Linked DNA regions of Macaca mulatta: region 2 is linked to region 1. A link is a contact called in public Hi-C data. All regions are on one chromosome and are shown on one strand. The core of a region is the stretch at or near the end of the contact, and the rest is flanking DNA. Distances in the headings are between cores, read along the strand shown. Region 1 has its middle 54 kb from the start of MIR6827. Region 2 has its middle 22 kb from the start of CEP63.

Region 1 (3,359 bases), core at 342-2,841:
GGCTTGTCTTGTGTCTGACTTAGTCATCATCACCTCGAGCACCCTCACACCCCACTGAGACAGAGTCTTGGCACTGCCATTTGATGAACTGCCAGGGTGGTGTAAAATGTCTAGAATGTCCATCTTTGGTGTCACGGGGAAGAGACAGACCTTGAGCAAGGGCTACAACCTCAAATCAGGGCTGCATGGCCACTTGCCCCCTGGTCGCTCTGGGCCTACCTCCAGATATTGCAGGCCACACCCCTGCCAGGTAGGAAGGGGACCACTTTATTTTCCTGCTCTGAGAGGCTACGAAACCAACCAAGCAAGGCAAGTCAGCCATCAAGCTCAGCTACCCATGCAGCGCTCCTGACTTCCCACCCTTCCTCCAGGCCGGGTGTCTGCCAATCAGAGTCTGGATTCTGTTTTCCCGCCTTTCCTGGCAGCACAAACCACGCTCGGATGGTGAGCAATGCAAGTTCCAGGCATGCCTTGCTGCATTACTGGGTTCCCAGGTGTCACTTCATTCACAGGGTGAGTCCTTCACAGGTCTGTGGGCTGATAAACATGCAAATTTTCCCAAGCAAATGATGTTAGGCCGTGGCACTTTTCCCACTGAGAAAGCTCCCCATCAACAAGCTGGGAAAATGGGTGAAAGCCCATGCTTTGCCCGCCCTGGGAAGCACACACTGGCCGGGAATCTGCGCAAGGCCCCCTGCAGGGACAAGCGGACATCATACACTCCTGCCTGGAGTCCCTGCTGGACGGCAGGAACTTCCGCAGGCCTGTGGTCTGGCTTTAGGGAACAGTCCATTTGCTCACTTGATTCCGTGGAGTTTCCACGTCGGCGCAGCTGTGTGTGTGAGCTGGTGTGTGTGATCCGAGTGGTTTCTATACCGTTGTGGAAACCCCCAGCCCAGTGGTTATGGATTTTCTTGGGGCCTCAATTCTCCCCAGGAGCGTGATCCTCACTACAGGGGAGCGGCGCTTTATCTGGCGGGGCGGGTGGACACTCCTACAGTGTTACTTTGACCCATTTTCTCGCAGTTTCCAATTCAGAGCCGCAGGGACTGGCGGACTGCGTTTCCTTCTCTGAGCCCTCTGCAGAGCCTCCGGGCGGGGCAGGCAGGGCCGAGGCTGCAGCGGGACCTCCGACCCGAGGCGCCTGCTTGGGAGCCGACCTCGGGCGCCTGGAGCCCTGGCGGGAGCCCCAGGGGGTGCGGGCGTTTGAGGGGGTGCGGGCGTTTGAGAGGGCCACGGCCGCGCCCGGGGGATGGTGGGGGCGGGGCGGGGAAGCCTGGAGATGAAGGAGGTGTTTGTCACCAAGGTTCTAAGGCGCCGTGGAAGGTTTTTACCTGTTTTCATTGGGAGCAAACAACAAAACTAAAAGCGATGGAGGCGTAGGGCTGCAGAAACGGAAGCAGCACTGTGGCGAAGCCGGACGCTTCCCGGGGAAGAGGGAGAGGGGACGCTCAGACTCAAAAGGCGGGCTGGGCGCGGAGTGGGGCAGCCGCCGGGGGGCGCCCGCACTGGCTGGTGCTCGGGCCCGGGGAGGGAAGAGGCGGGGCGGGAGCCAGGGCTGCGCGCTGGCCGCGGCGCGAGGAATGCGGCCTTTGGCTGGTGCCGGGCCGGCATTCCGGCCGGCGCAGGAATGTGAACAGGGTGTTCACTGCGCGCTCTGAGCGCACAAGTTTGTTCTCCTCCCCTTGGAGAACGCCAGCCCCTTCTGTGCCACCCCGCCACACAGAGCCCCCGGCACGTCCGTCCGTCCGTCCGTCCGGGTGGAGGACAGGGCCCCGAGGGCCGCCGACCAGGAGGGACTTGCAGGAGGCACCGGACAGGGGTGCGGCGAGACCAGTCGCGGTGGAGGAAAGGAGGGAAGCCCGCAGTGGTCCGCTCAGGCACTGAGGAAGCTGAGCCAGTAGCTCAGAGGAGATAGGACCTACCCCTCTCCATCATCAGCCTCAAGGGGCACAGGGTTCAGATCCCAAAATGTGCCCATTTATTGTGGGCACAATTGTGAATGGCAAGACCTGAGGAGAGAAGGGGGAAAGCAGACCGTCTAGTTTAGGATTAGGTGCTTTCTGATCGGCCAGGGAGTGACTGAATACCTAACAGCATTTAACTCATTCAACAAATATTTACCGAGCCTCTGCTCCGTGCCAGTCCGTGAGATTAATTCTGGGGGCACAGAGGTGAAGTCATCCTGTCCTTGAGGGGCTGACATTCTGATCCTCTAGACAGTCTCTGAAACACCCAGGGAGAGGTGGGGGAAGCCCAGGGTGTGGGGGAACAGTGAGGAATAACCCAGATTGGGGGTGGAGATCCAGGAGGGCTTCCTGGGAGAAGCTGCAAAGTGACCCGGAAGACCACTAGGAGTCAGCCCAAAAGATGGGAGAAGAAGAGTATTTTAGACAGACGGAACCTTATGTGCAGAGGAAGAGCCTGTGGTGCGATTGGCCCCCAAACGGAGCATAAGTCTGCTCCTGGCCTCTCCCCATGCCTGCCAAAGGCCCAGCGGAGTCACAGTAAGGGTCAGGGTGTCCACCTCCGTCCACCCATGATATTGATTCGTCTATGGAGCCCGTCTTCTGCAAGAGGCACAGCAGTGGCCTGTTAAGAGTGAGAAGAGAATCAGGACTCAGCACGCTGCTGTGGGAGTATTGTGGGGACTGACAGATAATGCCCATAAGCATCTGGCGTGGGGCTTAGCACCTAGTAGGCGCTCTGTGTACATTGGCTGGTCTCTCAGCACCTTGCCTGATTGACTCCTCTTCCCCTTCGTGATACTGATTTCTGGTTCCGAAAAGGCAGCTGTCCAGCTCTTCATCCCTGTGGAGGGGCCTGCCCAAAGAGAAGACCATGCGGGTCTAGTCATGGAACTTCCTGATTTTTGTCCCTCCCTGATTGGGGGGTGGTAGCATGCAGGACATGAGACTGGCATGGTGGAGGGCATCATAAAGATCCTGAAATACATCCAGGGAACCCGATGCTGTAGGCAAGGAGGAATTGGAGCAGAGGAGGGCCTTGCTTGCAGGTGCAGCGTGGGAGATTGGCCCAAGGGCTGAGAACAGGATGAATGAAGCAAGGAGGGTCAGGGCCAGGAAGACTGAACTTGGGCAATATCCAGGAAAGGACTGATGGGAGCTCGGAGGGCAGGGACAGAAAGCAGAGCTGGGAGGTTGTCACTGGGGAGGTAGAGGAGATCAGACCCTTCAGCTGATTAGCTGAAAGGTGGGGCCGGGATTCTAAATCTCCTCTCCTACTAGATCTTCACCCGGCTTGGGTCAGTATGGATCTGAGCACATGAGGCCACACGGGATCATAGTCTCTGTGTGTCCCAAATGTCACTGAGTGATGAAACAGGAATGTTTATATCC
Region 2 (3,359 bases), core at 249-2,748, 150 kb after region 1:
TTTGTGCTCTGTCACCCGGGCAGGAGTGCAGTGGCATGAACCTTGAACTCCTGGGCTCAAACAATCTTTTTTCCTCAGCTTCTGGGTAGCTGGGACTACAGGCACATGCCACCACACCCCACTAAGTTCTTCTTCATTTTTTTTTTTTTTTGAGACGGAGTCTCGCTCTGTCGCCCGGGCTGGAGTACAGTGGCCGGATCTCAGCTCACTGCAAGCTCCGCCTCCCGGGTTCACGCCATTCTCCTGCCTCAGCCTCCCGAGTAGCTGGGACTACAGGCGCCCGCCACCTCACCCGGCTAGTTTTTTGTATTTTTTAGTAGAGACGGGGTTTCACCGTGTTAGCCAGGATGGTCTCGATCTCCTGACCTCGTGATCCGCCCCTCTCGGCCTCTCAAACTGCTGGGATTACAGGCGTGAGCCACCGCGCCCGGCCTCTTCTTCATTTTTTAAAGTAGAGGCAGGGTCTTGCGGTGTTGCTCAGGCTGGTCCCAAACCCCTGACCTCAAGCAATCATTCCACCTTGGCCTCCCAAAGTCCTGGGATTGCAGGCATGAGCCACTGTGCTCAGCCTCCAGTTCCAATTCTGTCTTGGTTTCCCCATCTGCAAAGGAAGGATTCTGTAGTGGATGTTTTTATGCTTCTTTCAATCTCAGGCTCTGATTTGTTCTGGCATCTAAACGGATGTCAGCTATTCCTCCTCCAAAAACCTCAGAGAAGAAAATTCTCAAGTCCATGGTTTCTTTTCTTTAATTTTTATGCCTAATAACTCTGTAAAAATTTCTTCCTCCCATCGCATAAATCCTTTCCCATTCAATCAAATGTCCTTGAAGCAGAAACACATGCCTACTCCGGCAACCACACAGATAGTTGACCTTCGCACACTGGTTGATGTAGGGTTTTGCTCCTCTTCTTCATAAATGTTGGCTACCATAATTATTCAAATTTTCCCAGAATAAAGATTATAGGTGTAGTGGTATGGTGTGAGGAGGCTGGGCTTCAGCTGGGGCAGCTGGCTCCTCAGTTTCCTTTTCCCCAGAGGTAAGGTGGGGACCTGCCCTCCTGGGCCGCAGGGCTGTTGTGAGGATGAACTGAGATGCACCAGTAGAGTGGCTGTCTTCACAATATGTGATTATGTTGCATCCTGTCACCTGCTGGCCCAAGGACAGGGATCTAATTGTGTACTGAGACCCCTTGGGAAGTGCTTTTAGATCCCTATGGAATCCTTAGTGGAATGAGATGGGCTATAAATACATGAAGAAAATAGGTAGAGTGAAAATAGAGACTTCTGGAGAATCTGGTTTCCTGTGACTCCGCTGGGGTGCTGGGTGGGAGCGCTTTTTCAGAGCACGGAGACTTTCTTTGTACCTCCCCTCATTCCCTCATTCCCCTATTCCCCAGGGTTAAAAAAAAAAAAAAAAACTTTCCCCGAACTTTCCCATTCCTCTGCCCTGGCTGCTAATGCTGAAATTCCATCTTGTGTTTGTTGTCACCCGCAGGTCTGTTTCCATGGTTACCCAAATTCCAGGCACTGGCCCCAGGCCCACCACAACGCATCCCTCAAAGTCTCTTTGGCAGAGGAAAAACATTTCTCCTTGCTGCGGCAAGTCAGAGCCAGAATCTCGGGCTCTCCTGTTTCCAAAGCCCCCACTACACCCTCATTCGTGTGTGATTTGCATGTTTAGGTGGTTCTGCTCAGCGTCGTTTTTTGGCAGGGGGGTGAATAAGCACAATATAAGAGTTTCCTTCATTTCTCTTCTCCTCATTTGAGCTAAGGAATTACTTTCTTGTACCAAACATTACACCCTTGGAAAACACTCCAGATGGTTCTCATTAAAATTCCAATTCCTTTTTTTTTTTGCAATTAATTTTTCCCCATTCTCCCCAAACTACTATCTCAAAAATAAACACCAGCCTGAGGAGCAAGTGAGGGGTCTGTGAATAGCAGCTCCAGCGAATGGACTCTGTCAGAGACCCGTGGTGTGGCCCTGAAGGGGCCTGCAGCTTCTCTTCTTGCCAAGGGTCACTTGGCCCTTCATAGGGATGCCAGGGGTAGCAGCCCCGTGGCTTCATCACCGGAGAGAGTCCAAACACACATGGGGGGCATGTTTATAGGGATGAACATGAACACACAGGGATGCCGAGTGCAGCAACCCTGGGCACTGTCACCAGGGAGCGTCCAAACACATGTAGGGGGGCATGTTCGATGGCAAAGGTGCCTTAAAGGGGCCATGGGCTCTGCTGCCTCTGCAGGAAGAGGGGCAGAGGGCCAGCTAGGCCTCTGTTCCCCAACAGGCTGGGCCCAGACCATGCCTTGCAGAGGGGCTGTCCACCTTGTTTAGTGTACAGGGAGGCCTCTGCAGATTTCTAAAGACACTGGCCACAGGAGCGAGGCGATACTTACTCTAACAAGCGTACAAGGAGAGATTGCCAATGCCTTTTGGCCATAATTGAAGATGAGCAAGTCACAGGCTTTGCTCCCACATCTGGAAAAATCTGCATGCACAAGAAAAGAATGTGTGTGTCCAATGATGTGTATTTGATGTGTTTTTATTTCTAACTTTGTTATGAAAAATTTTAAAAGTACAGAAAAGTTGTAAGAATGGTACAATGAACAGCCATATCACTCCACTTAGATCCAACGAATGTTCCATTTTGTCATTTTTTCTTTCCCTCTCTCTCTTTCTAGATACACGGAGAGATAAATACATACCCTTTGCTTAGACATTTGAAAGTTGGGATCTTGTCCCTATAGCATTTTATAACCTAGTAATCTATGCATTAATGAAATCATATAATGCAGTCATGCACTTCATGACAATGTTTTGGTAAACGATAGACTACATATACAATGGTGGTCCCATAAGATTATAATACCAGGTCAGGTGTGGTGGCTCCTGCCTGTCATCTCAGCATTTTGGGATGCCAAGGTGGGTGGATCACCTGAGGTCAGGAGTTCGAGACCAGCCTGGCCAACATGATGAAACCCTGTCTTGACTAAAAAAAAAAAAAATACAAAAATTAGCTGGATGCAATGGTGTGCACCTGTAATCACAGCTACTTGGGAGGCTGAGGCACGAGAATCGCTTGCACCCAGGAGGTGGAGGTTGCACTGAGCCGAGATCACACCACTGCACTCCAGCCTGGGCGACAGAGTGAGACTAAGTCTCCAAAAAAAAAAAAAAAATTAGAATACCATATTTTTACTGTATCTTTTTATGTTTAGATATATTTAGGTACACAAGTAATTACCACTGTGCTACAATTGCCTACAGTATTCAGTACAGTAACATGCTGTGCAGGTTTGTGGCCTCGGAGCAAGAGGCTATCCCATAGAGCCTAGGTGTGCAGTAGGCTCTAGC

Evidence for each region. A called contact is a pair of places that touch in the nucleus more often than the background predicts.
Region 2: a contact with region 1 is called in a Hi-C map of sperm, with 5 times the contacts expected there. The contact joins two enhancer-like sites. A contact is called at or near these places in 9 of 14 Hi-C or Micro-C datasets (CD4 T cells, blood, cortical neurons and 6 more).

Annotation. Positions count from the first base shown.
Region 1 is chr2:37,356,555-37,359,913 of T2T-MMU8v2.0, forward strand. No RefSeq gene overlaps it. Among named protein-coding and RNA genes, the nearest start is that of MIR6827, 54 kb to the right of the region's middle. Within about 2 kb of position 1,592, at least 16 of the 40 cell types and tissues checked have an H3K27ac peak or open chromatin away from gene starts, as enhancers often do.
Region 2 is chr2:37,505,718-37,509,076 of T2T-MMU8v2.0, forward strand. No RefSeq gene overlaps it. Among named protein-coding and RNA genes, the nearest start is that of CEP63, 22 kb to the right of the region's middle. Within about 2 kb of position 1,499, at least 13 of the 40 cell types and tissues checked have an H3K27ac peak or open chromatin away from gene starts, as enhancers often do.